2 separate regions of the Mus musculus genome follow, and region 1 is linked to region 2. Evidence: chromatin contacts called from public promoter capture Hi-C data. All regions are on one chromosome and are shown on one strand. Each heading gives the region's core, a stretch centred on a gene start, on an enhancer-like site or on the middle of the called end of the contact. The rest is flanking DNA. Distances are from core to core; before and after follow the strand shown. Region 1 holds the start of Kptn (kaptin). Region 2 holds the start of Zswim9 (zinc finger SWIM-type containing 9).

Region 1 (2,700 bases), core at 101-2,600, 2.8 Mb before region 2:
CCAGTGCTCAATTAACCCACTGGAATGATCTACCTGAGGGGCGACAATGTAACCATCTTGGCTGCATTCACTCTGAAAAGCACCACGAGAACCAGACTGGTGATGGCAGGTGTGTGGATTCCAGTCTGCTAAAGCTCAGTGAAACCCCACTTCCCGGCTATACTTCCCATCACCTTTTGGGCCCCTAACACTACCTGTTTCCAATCCTTAGTAGAGGAAAAGCCTTTTGTTTTCCAGATAGGGCAAAAGCCTCTGAGTGCAAGGAAAGGGTAGGAGAGCATGGGTGCCCAGGGTCACTCACTCTGCGTGGCACAGCTGGAAAGGTGTGAACTGGAGTTCCAAATTCAGGCAGCTCTCTGCAGAAGGACACAAGTTAAGCCCAGCAGCCCCTGGCAGCCCCAGCTACGCTCTCCCCTAAGCCCCACTCACCTGCAATAGAGTCCAGGTTGTACTCTGAGCCAGGCTCATAGTCACAGTAAATGTTAAGAAACGGACTGCCCTTGTCTCCTGAGTCCTGGGGGTGGAAACTTCTCTCAGGGGAGGTAGGGGAGGTGACAGGCATTTGGAGTAGATTCAGAGCACTTGAGAGAGACTTGGTGGGATCCACAGTGACTAAGGAGGAGGGCGTGGACAGGTGGAGGGTGCTGTGGTACCTTTATAAAAGTGATGCCCACAACCAGGCCCCGTTTTGGGGGTGACTTGTTGAAAGTGTCGATGGAGACGATCTCAGCATCCACTATGAGGGGAGTTCAAAGTTCACTGATTAGGCAGGTCTCCACTCTTGCAGCCTAACCACACTAACTTCATACCACAGCAGATGCAGGCGTCTGACCGCTATCATCATGACCTCTGAACACCGACTACTATGCTGTTGATAACTTATGTTTGCGGAATCCTGAACCCTAACTACTTTCAGGCCATGATGACCACTGTCTCGAACCCTAATGATTATCAGTTTTGACCCTGACCTCGCAACACAGTGACAATCTTAGAATCCTCAACACCAGACTCTAGTCCCGCCCCAGGCACCACAGCGCCACGCACCGGGAATGTAGTTGAATTGCAGCTCTTTAGCCACAGGCCGGATTTTCTGTCGGAGGTCTTGATAGCGGAAGCCGAGCACCTTGCCTTTAAGAGTGGCGGCCAGCAACTCCCCTCGCCCGTCCGCGCCTCCAGCAAGCCCGTACACGTTGCTTTGCGACGAGAAGCGCGTGAAGCTGTCCTCCAGCAGTGGACAAGGTCCCTCTGCCACGGCCGCCTCCCCCATCCTGGCCCTCCGCGATCGGTCCCAGATGGCCTGATGCTCCCCAACCTGTCAGGAAACCTCCACTAGCGCATACTGATGACGTCAAGAAGCTGCGGTTACTGCCCTCTACAAATATGGCGCTTGGTTCCTTGACTGGGCGGCCCAGACAAAATTGCCCTTCTGCAACTGAGTGTTCTGTCCTTGCCCATTTCGGAGCTATGGAGAGGGCCTTCCAGGATTTGAGATGGGGGAATGGAGGCGTCTCTGGGCCTCTCTGAAAGCAGTGTGTAAAGGAGAATAAGTATCACCCTGAACTGTGGGTGGGCACACACTCCTGTGAGTACAGCACTTGGGAAGTGGAGGCAGTCGCAGCAGTTTCAACCCTTCTACAAAGTTAGAGGCTAAGCTTAAGTAATAAGTAGTTTTCAGGCCCGTCGGTCTGCAGGAGACACTCCCAGCCCCCAACTTCTGTCTCTCTCTACACACACATGCACTCCTATAAATACACTCATTCTCCAACAAAAACTATCTGAACAACAAAACAATTATAAAACCTAATTACTACCCTTTTGGATAAGCACATTCGATCTGCCAATTTATTTAAACTCATAAGCAAGCTGAAGTGGAGGCACATATCTAAACTTTTTACTTTTAGAGACAGGATCTTACTCCATAGCCTTGGCTGAACCAATAATTTACAAATCAGGCTGGCAACAAACTTGTGACAATCCTCTTACCTCTGTATGCCACGTGCCAAGAACACAGGCGTGCCCTTCTAAAGTAGGTATTCTTAATATTTTTAAAACACTTATGTGTATGTTTCTGTATGGGCACATGTACCATGGCATGTGATCAGAGAACAACTCTGGGAGTCAGTTCCCTTCACCTTCTGGGTCTCAGCAATTGAACTGCTTAGGCATGGTAGCAAGCACCAGTATCTGCTGAGCCATCTTGCTGGCCCTAAGGTACTCTTGAATCTATTATATAGGCCAACTGAGTTAAGTAAATTCTTTAAGCAATATTATCTTTAAAACAGTAAAGTGTATTCTTGTACCAGGGAAAAGATCAGTTAACCTGTCCATCCTGATGGCAGAAGAGACTACCTGCTTTAGTGAACATTCATAGTGACAGTCTGCAGGACCCATGGCTACCTTGTCCACTCACACTGCTCCTGGTGCCATCACACCCTTTAGAGAGTCCCTCACAAACTTCTCACCAGAACTATGCAAAGAGCTTTACAAAGTTTGAGCCCGACGCTGAGGGAGAGCAGGATCTGGACTGAGGTTTCTGTGATGGAGGGCTTACCAGCCAGGTGCTATGAGGCCTTTCAGGGGGTCTGGATCTGCCACTTCAATCAACTCCAGCACCTGGGATGCATAGCCTCAGACACAAAGCAGGCTCCGTAGATATGCCAAAACCCTGCCGACTCTAGGCCAGATAGATGGCATAGGTGA
Region 2 (2,700 bases), core at 151-2,650:
AGGATATTGGCTGTGCCAGAGACTAAGACTTGGGGGAAAGGGGAACACAACTCTTAAGGAAATAAAAGAACAAGTGTATTCAGGGACTGCCGAGACGGCTCAGTGGGTAAGAGTGCCTGCTGTTAAAAAGAGAGAGAGAACATGAGTTTGAATCTCCAGCACCCATGTTATAATAATAATAATAATAATAATGTCAGGCAGGCATGGTTGTACATGCCTGTAAACCCAGCATTATGGGATAGATACAGGTGGATCTATCTTAATGGTGACTGCTCTCCATAGAATGAGAAAATTTTACTGACATTTATTTTTTTTCACATTTTTATTCTTTGAGAGTTAAGTTTCGTTATCTGCCCCCTTCCCCTTTATATTACTGAAGATAGAACCCAGGCAGGGTCTGTTGCTGCTAGGAAAACACTGTACCACTAAGCTATATCTGAAGCCTTCCTTGGCTGCCAAATGCCAAAGGCCAGCTTCCCTTTCCAAATGTCCATCCTCACCCTGACAACTTCCCTCTGTCCTCCCTGTTCAAGTTTCTCTGCCTCTTCAACTCCATATACACTAAGCAACAAGACCTGACCCTCCCCTAAGTGTCTGCAGATCTCCAGTCTTATCCCATCCGTGCCCCTTCTGGCAGCCAAGCTCACCTTTTCCCTGGCTCCTGACACTCATCGCGCCAAGCTTCTCTAGTCTTCAAATCGGACCACTATCTGACCAATGACGTCACCTTGCTTTCATTACAAGCGTCCCATAACACCAAGCATCCCACACCGATTGATAGCAGGCGTCCAGGGTGAAACACCACACTCAAGCCTTCCTTTCCGGCCCCAGGCCGCCCCTCTTCTCTTGGCGCCACTAATTCTGATGGCCACGCCCACCGCCAGGCTTTCTCCCTAGTCACGCCCTTCCAAGCCGCCACCAGTCCTCCGCAGACACCAAAACTCCTGCGGCCTTGGTCAACCAGTCAATCAGTCAGCCAGTCAGCCAGTGGCTCTCCCTGTACACGGCTCCTTGCTGCCCTCTCTCCTGCGCCCTCGGTCGCCGCGACGTCCCCATTCCCGTTCCGCTGGCCGCACCCGGAACCTGCAAAGCTCACTGGCGACAAGCGCTCGGCACTCTCGCCGACCCCAGCCCCAAGCCCGTGCCCACGTCCCCACTTGCCTCTCCAAATCACTTTGCCGGACGCCGCCACACTCGCTCACTCGCTCGCTCGCTCGCTCAGAGACGCAAACCCGAAATCCCCAAATTCGCGCCACACAGATTTCGCGCGCACTTTGGCGGGAGGGGGCGGAGACGAGCAAGGGCGGGGGCCTGCGAGTAGCGCGTGCCGCAACTATCGCCCGGAGGCTGCTGGGAGTTGTAGTCTCTAGAGCGTGAGGCAGCCTAGAAATGGGACAGAGTGGGGAGAGGGAGGGGCGCTGTCCCGCACAGCATGCTGGGAAGCGGCCCCAAGCCTGTCCTCCCTGTGGATGAGCCGGTGAGCCTGCGAGGTCGTAAGGGTGACAGTCGGGGAGAAGAGAAGGGTTGGTGGAAAGCCACCTTGCCAGGCACTAGGGGAAGAAAGGCGGGATACCGCGCGGGGCATCCCGGGAGCAAGGGCCGGGCTGGGCTTGGGCGCGAGGCATTGTGGGAGGTGGACGCCGCTTTGGGTTGGGTAGGTGAGTTGAGGGGGAGGGGGCCGGAAGGGTGCACAGCTTTAGGAGTGGAGAAGCACCGCTATGTGGGATGGTCAGGCCGGGAGGAGCAGCGGAGAGACAGGTTGAGAGAGTCTCGAGAGGTGGGAACTGGATAAAAGGGGCTGTGCAAGGGACAAGAGGCTCAGCGGGACGTGGGGGCCCGGGGGAGCATTAGTAGTGAAGAAGCCCATCTGAGGACAAGGCGCCGTGTCCAAAACGAAGATACACATTGAGAATAGTAGCAATTTCTGGGAAGAGGGGACTGCAACTTGGCCCAGGAGGAGAATAAGTCTTAGGAGTATGGACCAAAGATGACTATTGGTGACACTTCTGAGTTGAATTTGCCACAAGTGGGCCACACCCCTGTAGGCGAATGATCCCTGACTGGACATGGGCAGCACATCTGGAGATAAGAGCATCTCTGGGAAGCAAAAAACACAGATCAAAGTAGCAGTTCAAGGCAGTCATATCTGAGGGGCAACAGCTGCACATTTGATACACCTAGGGAGAAGAAAGGTGTATGAGGATTATGACTGGGATGAGAGATTCATGCCTTAGCTATGAGAGTAGATATGAGTTACACTCAAATGTAGACTTGTGGGAAAGGGAGCTACAGATGAATGGGACTACTAGATATTATCACCAGGCATAGGACTCACATCTGGAAGAAGGAGAAATCTTAGCAAGAAGCTGGGAATACATTTGCAAAGATGCTCACAGCTGAGCTAAAGGCAAGATATGTAGAACTGATTCCATTTGTACCTAGAGGTCACATCTAAGGCAACTGGAACTAGGATTGAAATTGATTAAATGCCAACTGAATCTGGGAAGGCAACAGGTGAACCACAAAAATGGGATGGAGATTCCTATCTGGAAAGCAAACAATGAAACCACTTTGATTTGTCTGAGACGTACCTGAGGCAGCAGTAGCTGATAAGACAGTCTGATGATGAAATTGTGGTAACCCAGGTGGAGATGGGTCTGATGTCCAGCTCTTCTCCCCACTTCTACTCAAGGTCCCAGG

The links. Promoter capture Hi-C pulls out the DNA fragments that hold promoters and counts their contacts.
Region 1: a promoter capture Hi-C map of pre-B cells shows a contact between it and region 2, with 4 times the contacts expected there. The contact joins the promoter of Kptn here to the promoter of Zswim9 in region 2. A contact is called at or near these places in 2 of 39 promoter capture datasets (cranial neural crest and pre-B cells) and 1 of 115 datasets of contacts at active chromatin or transcription factors (large pre-B cells).

What each region holds. Positions count from the first base shown.
Region 1 is chr7:16,118,526-16,121,225 of GRCm38.p6, reverse strand. Kptn (kaptin) reads right to left here and starts at 1,350. Exons shown (of 12, transcript NM_133727.2): 1 at 1,045-1,350; 2 at 654-736; 3 at 430-514; 4 at 302-356. The coding sequence starts at 1,267.
Region 2 is chr7:13,277,421-13,280,120 of GRCm38.p6, reverse strand. Zswim9 (zinc finger SWIM-type containing 9) reads left to right here and starts at 1,400. Exons shown (of 5, transcript NM_177312.4): 1 at 1,400-1,477; 2 at 2,693-2,700. It overlaps Lig1 (ligase I, DNA, ATP-dependent), which reads right to left and starts at 1,295. Exons shown (of 29, transcript NM_010715.3): 1 at 1,162-1,295.